Linked DNA regions of Sarcophilus harrisii: region 2 is linked to region 1. A link is a contact called in public Hi-C data. All regions are on one chromosome and are shown on one strand. Each heading gives the region's core, a stretch centred on a gene start, on an enhancer-like site or on the middle of the called end of the contact. The rest is flanking DNA. Distances are from core to core; before and after follow the strand shown.

Region 1 (3,018 bases), core at 145-2,644:
CAACAACCATAAGTTACTTAAAAAAGTTTTATAGTAACTTTATGGTTGACTGCAAACAGTACCAAGTCTCTAACCCTGCCAAACAGATCTACCAACCCATGAGTGAACCTGATATTTCCTGCCAGGAAGTCAAGCCCTGTACTTGGCCAAGCATGGCACCATGGAAAGCAAAATGCCCTCTTCTCTTCCCCTGCTGGCCGGTGGGTGGGGATGTTATCAAGCTTCTCCTTTGTCGAATTAAAATTTTAAAAAATCAGTAAAAAAAAAAAAAAAAAAATTCTTGGTTTAGAAAAGAATTAAATGACCTTAACCTTTACCTGAATATCTGAAAAATAATCACATGGGAGACGATAGCTGCTTTATTCAGGCAGGTAAAGCTAAGGACGGTGTGAGGAGACAAGTGTAGAGTTCATTTAAGGAAGAACTTGCCGATAATGAAAGTCATATTATTAGAAAGTTTGGATCGTCATCCAAAATCGGAGGTAGTGGATTCTCCATCAACCCAAGTATTTTAGCAAAGGCTTAAATGAAAAAAAATTAGGCGTGGGGTGATAGAAGCTCGGACTAGAGGATGAAGAGACAAGGGGGAAAACCCCAAAACTGAAGAATAAAGTAATTTATAGCGCGCTCTTGCTCCCCCTTCTGACAGAACTGTGCCATGCCTGCTTTGACTCAGAAGGTAGAAAGGGGCTTTGAAGTGGGACAGCTCAGCCCCTCCCCCCGGCGCTATCCCAGGCTTCCTAGGGTGGTCGCAAAAACTCCTATTTCCAGAATTAAAACAAGCCTTTATGGGGGGGAGGGGGAGGGGCTTTTTTATCCTCGTCACTTTAGACGGCACCGAGACCTTCGGAACGAACAAATAAATATTCCGGTTTCCGAGGTTCGGGTCCCGGATAATCTGACTCGGGGGTCTAAGCCAATGGGGGAGGGGCCAGCCCCCCCCAGCCCCCCCAGGACCTGGCCAGGCCGGATGGCAGAGGAAGGCATTAACGAGGGGCTGCCGTTTGACCCTGACGGGGTCACTTCCCCTCTCTGGGCCTCAGTTTCTCCAATTGTAAAAGCGGAGGGGGGAGGGGAGGAGGGAAGGGGGGAGGGGGAATCCCTGCAACGCCTTCCAGCTCTGATCAGGGAATCTGTGGCCTGTGCCTAAAAAGCCACGCCCCTTCCTGAGCCTGTTTCCCTATCTGTAAGATGAGACGATGGGGGGCGCTATACGGAGTGAGTGCGAGGTCAAGGTAGGTTCAGGGAACTAGGGAACCCGGAGCAGTTAAACCGTCGCCAGTCTCGTCGCCGCCGCCGCCGTGCGCACCCCCCGCGCGCGCTCCCTGAGAAACTGCGGCTGCGCAGCGAGCGCGCCTGCCTGCCCCGCCCTTGTCACCATGGAAACACAAGGGTAGCAAATCAGCGAGAACTTTCTTCTAGGCCACGCCCCACGCGGATCTCGGAGTCCTGGCAACGGCGGCGCCTGCGGGCTGGGGCCCAGGCCTGGCGGCGGGAGATGCCCGGGCGAACAGGGCCGGCGCCATGCTTAAGGCCAAGATCCTGTTCGTGGGGCCTTGTGAGGTGGGCGCGGCGGGCGGGGGGTGAGGGGGGCGGCCTGCGGGCCGTGTGGCCGCCCCCGAACCTCGGCGTCTTCCTCTGGGAACAGGGGCGGAAGTGAGGGCGAGGGCGGACCCGACTCGAGTCCTCCGCCCTACCCTGGGGCGGTGCTCCCGGGTTAGGGGTGGGGGAGGGCTGTGGGGGAGGGGCGGGGTGCCCACCCCCTCGACCGACGGAGAAACTGAGACCCGGGGAGGGGCGCGACTTAGATCGCGGAGCTAGAGCCTGAATCCTTGCCGTCGAATCCCCTCTTTCGGCAAACGTGGAAACTGAGGCTTGGAGAGGGTGAGGGGCTTGCAGTCAGAGGAATGGTAGGTTTGCTGCCGAAAGGCCCCGCCCCCCTTGAATGTCTAGCCCAGTCCCCTCGCACTTCCTCTGGGGCTAAATTCTGTGCTGAGCTGGGCTTGGGCCCAGAGAGGCGGAAACAGACGTTGCCTTCAGGGGGCTTGCGTTCTGTCGGAGTGTGGGAGCAACTGAGCCCCCCGCGGCCAGAGACAGACCAAGAGCCTTCAGAACAAGGACCCCTGATCGGGGCAGGAAGCTTTTTAAAACATGTGTTTGGGAATTAATTTCTTTCCAAATTATAAAATTCCACCCCAAAAAGGTGAAGCCCCAGCCTTAGAGGATCAGCCTCAAATTTTGCAAATGCGTTACCTCGGGATCCAGGGATGGAGTCACTTGATAAAAATCATAGGGATTACAGATCTCAGGGCACTAGAACCCTTAGACTGACCCTCTTATTTCACAAATAAACTGAGACCCAGGGAGGCGAAACAGACGCCCTGCCCAAAGTCACACCAGCGGGGACTCGGAGCATCCGCGAGTCTGACGTCCTCCTTCCTGCTGCTGGAATCAAGGTCCCATGGCCAGAGCCTCAGGTTTTATGCGGACGGGCACTGATCCTGCCAGGAGCCGAGAGAACTCGGCTGTGGGGTCATGAGGGGAACCACAGAAGCCAGTTAGCCCAGTTGTAATTACTGTTGAGACAGACCCAGTGAAGTGCCTTGGCCCGCTGCAATGGGGGTGTCTTTTGGGGAATGTGTTGTTGTACTGCATGTCAGTGAAGGGTCTTTCTGATTTCAATCCCTGTGACTCTGTGAACCCAACCTTTAGTGGAACAAAATAAAAATGCTATCACTCTGCACAGAGCGGCAAAACTGTCCTGGCTAACTTCCTGACGGAGTCCTCTGACATCACCGAGTATAACCCAACGCAGGGTGTGAGGTGAGTTCTGAGCCCCGGTTTGTCTTCTGGAGGTTTTCCTTTCCCCCTGGCCGGGGCCGGGGAGGGAGGGGATGTTCGGCGAGCACCAGACGCATTATGTCTCCCAAATCCATTTGTGTCTTTAGGATCCTGGAATTTGAGAACCCCCAAGTAACTAGCAACAACAAAGGGACAGGGTGTGAGTTTGAGCTGTGG
Region 2 (3,018 bases), core at 330-2,829, 240 kb before region 1:
ATTAAGGGAGAGTTAAAATGGATAAATGATTTAGACAGAAAGGGTACTATGAATAAATCAGAGGAGCATGGGAAAATATGCTTGTCAGATCTACACATAGGGGAAGAGATAGAGTATATTGTTCATATTGTCTCTGGGTTTAAGTAGACTTCCAAGTATTTTATATTGTCTGTAGTTATTTTAAATGGAATTTTTCTATTTCCTTGCTGAGTTTTATTAGTAATATATAAAACTATTGTTGATTTGTGTGGGTTTATTTTATTTTCTACAACTTCACTGAGATTGTTTCAACCAGTTTTTAAATTTATTCCATAGGGTTTTCTAACTATACTCTTATACCATCTGCAAAGAGTGATAGTTTTGTTTCCTTTTTTATTCCTTTAATTTCTTTTTCTTGTAATATTGCTATAGCCAGGATTTCCAAGATGATATTGAATGAAAGTGACATTAATGGACATCCTTGCTTTACCTCTGATCTTACTGGGCTTTAACTTTGTCTCTATTACAAATAATGGTTGCTTTTGATTCTAGATACTTATCATTTTAAGAAACCTCCATTAATAACTATGCTTTCTAGTGTTTTTGTTTTTGTTTTTTTTGCTGAGGCAATTGGGATCAAGTGACTTGCCCAAAGTCATGCAGCTAGGAAGCATTAAGTGTCTGAGGCCAGATTTGAACTCAGGTCTTCTTGACTTCAGGGCTGGTGCTCTATCCACTGTACCACTTAGTTGTCCCGATTCTAGTGTTTTTAAAAAGAAATAAGTGTGATATTTTCTCAAATTCTTTTTCTGCACATTTTGTGATAATCATATGATTTCTATTGATTTTGTTATTGATGTGCTCAATTATGCTAATAGTTTTCCTAATATTGAACTAACTGCATAATTGGTACAAATTCCATCTGATCATAATGTACCTTCTGTGATATATCTTGCTGTAATCTCCTTGCTAGTATTTTATTTTAAAATTTTTGCATTAATATTCAGTAGAGACATTTTTTCTTTTTCTATTTTCACTCTCTTTGGGATAAGTATCAAAACTATATTTGTGTCATGAAAGAAATTTGGAAGGACTTTAACTATTTTTTCAAATAGTTTATATAGGGATTAACTGTTCTTTAAATGTTTTCTGGGATTCGCTTTGAATTGCGTGGGCTCATCTCCCAAATAACCTCCCCTCCATAAACTCCCGTGGCTCCCCATGGCCTCCACCATCAAACACCCTTTCAGAGCCTACGATGCGTCGGCTATGGGGCCGAGTACTTCCAAAACATTGTCTCACTTTAGAAATAAAAATGGTTTGCGGAGCGCTTTTCAGATGTCTCACTGGATCCTCCCAACAATCTCGAGGAATAGGTGTTATTATTCTCATTTTACAGATGAGGAAACTGAAGCTGACAGGCAAGAGACCAGTCTCTGGGGCTCTCTCCAGGGAGACCTGGACCATAAGGCGTGTCCTGGGCATGAGACCCCGCCCCTTTGGCTACGCGCCTCCTGACTGGTGCCTCCTGGCCCCTCCTCTTGGACGGCCTCGTGGTAAAGCGGAAGCATGGAGGCCCGAAGACTTCTGGGAATTGTAGTTCTCGGGCTCTGAGGTTGTCTAAAGGAGGGGCTTCTGGGGGGGGTGCCCGCGCAGGCGCGCCGCCATCTCTAGCCCGGACCACTCTCCGCTGGCCACCTCGCTCCTGACGGATTCCGTGGCTCGATCGGACCGAGGCAGCGGGTAGCGTTCGACCAGGGCGGCGGCTGCCGCAGTCCCGGAGAGGGTTTGTTTGTTTGTTTACTTGTTTATTTGTTTGTTTTGCGTGGAGAGTGGCTATGATGTCGATGGGGGCGGGCCGGAGGCGGAGTCAGCCGGCTGGCTCGTGTTATGGTTGGTGGGAAGCTCGCTCTGGGAGCTGGCCCTCTCTACGCAGGCGCGGGGAGGGGTTGGGGACACCTCCGGGTCTGACTGCTGCGGACCTCCATGTGCGCAGGCGCACGGCGACCTACCCGCGGGAGGGGGATGTTTGAGGGCTCTGGAGAGTAGTCGGAGCGACTGAGCTCCGCGCAGGCGCGTGGGATGCCCGGGGAAGGGGGTCTGGGTGGGCGCAGAGGTGAGAAAATGCCGACCCCACTTCGGGTTGGAGAATCGGGCAGCAAGGAAGGGCCCCTGCGTGGGTGGGTGGGTGTGACCGGGGCCAAGTGGCTTCCCGGGCCTCAGTTTCCTTTTGCGTGAATGAGGGCGCGGGCGCGCATGCGCCCCGGCTCTTCCCGCCCCAGAACGGGAAGCAGGCTCAACCCCGTGTCTGTGTCCGGCGCCTCTGGGGCCCCTGGGGCAGCCTAGGGACGGTTCCTTCTCGCACCATGACGTTACAGAGGCCAAACCTGTGCTCCCAGCTCACTGAACTCTCTCCGAGCCTTGGTTTCCTCATCTGCAAAATGAAGGAAGAGCAAGGGTTCATGTCACGGTTTCTGTGAAGTTAAATGTTTATATTAACTTCTAACTGGTGCTTCACCACCTTCGTTAACCGAATTCTGAGATGAGAGGAAAGGGAAAGGTTGGAGAGGAAGGGAGGAAAGAGAGGAGAAAAAAGGGAGCGCGAGAGAGCGAGCATGTGGGTAGGAGTCAGAGAATGCATCAGAGAAGGACTCAGTGGGGAAGAGCCCTCTTTGTTTTTGCGAGAGAAAAGCCCCCTATTATATATATGTACACACACACACACATAGAAACCTCTTTGGAAATCTAGCTAGTTATGTGCGTCCGAAGAAGAAAACGTCTGTTATATGTCAGGGAAGAAATAAGGAGCCTTATGTTTGCTTATGCAAAAAGGAGAAGGGAAGACATTATTGTCTATACTGGAGAGAATCAGTAAATATTAAGTGCTTACTATATGCCCAGCGCTATGCTGAATATTAGAGACAAAAAAAGAGGAAAAGGACAGTCTTCTTTCAAGGAACTAGGAGGTCAGTTCCATTGAAATGTAGACTATATGGAAGGGAGTAAAAATCTAAGGAGTCAGGTTTAAAAGCCAAAAAG

The links. A called contact is a pair of places that touch in the nucleus more often than the background predicts.
Region 2: a contact with region 1 is called in a Hi-C map of heart, with 7 times the contacts expected there. The contact joins the promoter of LOC100925452 here to the promoter of IFT22 in region 1. A contact is called at or near these places in 2 of 3 Hi-C or Micro-C datasets (fibroblasts and heart).

What each region holds. Positions count from the first base shown.
Region 1 is chr4:451,931,104-451,934,121 of mSarHar1.11, reverse strand. It overlaps IFT22 (intraflagellar transport protein 22 homolog), which reads left to right and starts at 1,394. Exons shown (of 5, transcript XM_031968039.1): 1 at 1,394-1,563; 2 at 2,713-2,823; 3 at 2,949-3,018. It overlaps COL26A1 (collagen alpha-1(XXVI) chain), which reads right to left and starts at 1,015. Exons shown (of 14, transcript XM_031968034.1): 1 at 318-1,015.
Region 2 is chr4:452,168,557-452,171,574 of mSarHar1.11, reverse strand. LOC100925452 (zinc finger protein 736) reads left to right here and starts at 1,579. Exons shown (of 5, transcript XM_031968035.1): 1 at 1,579-1,765.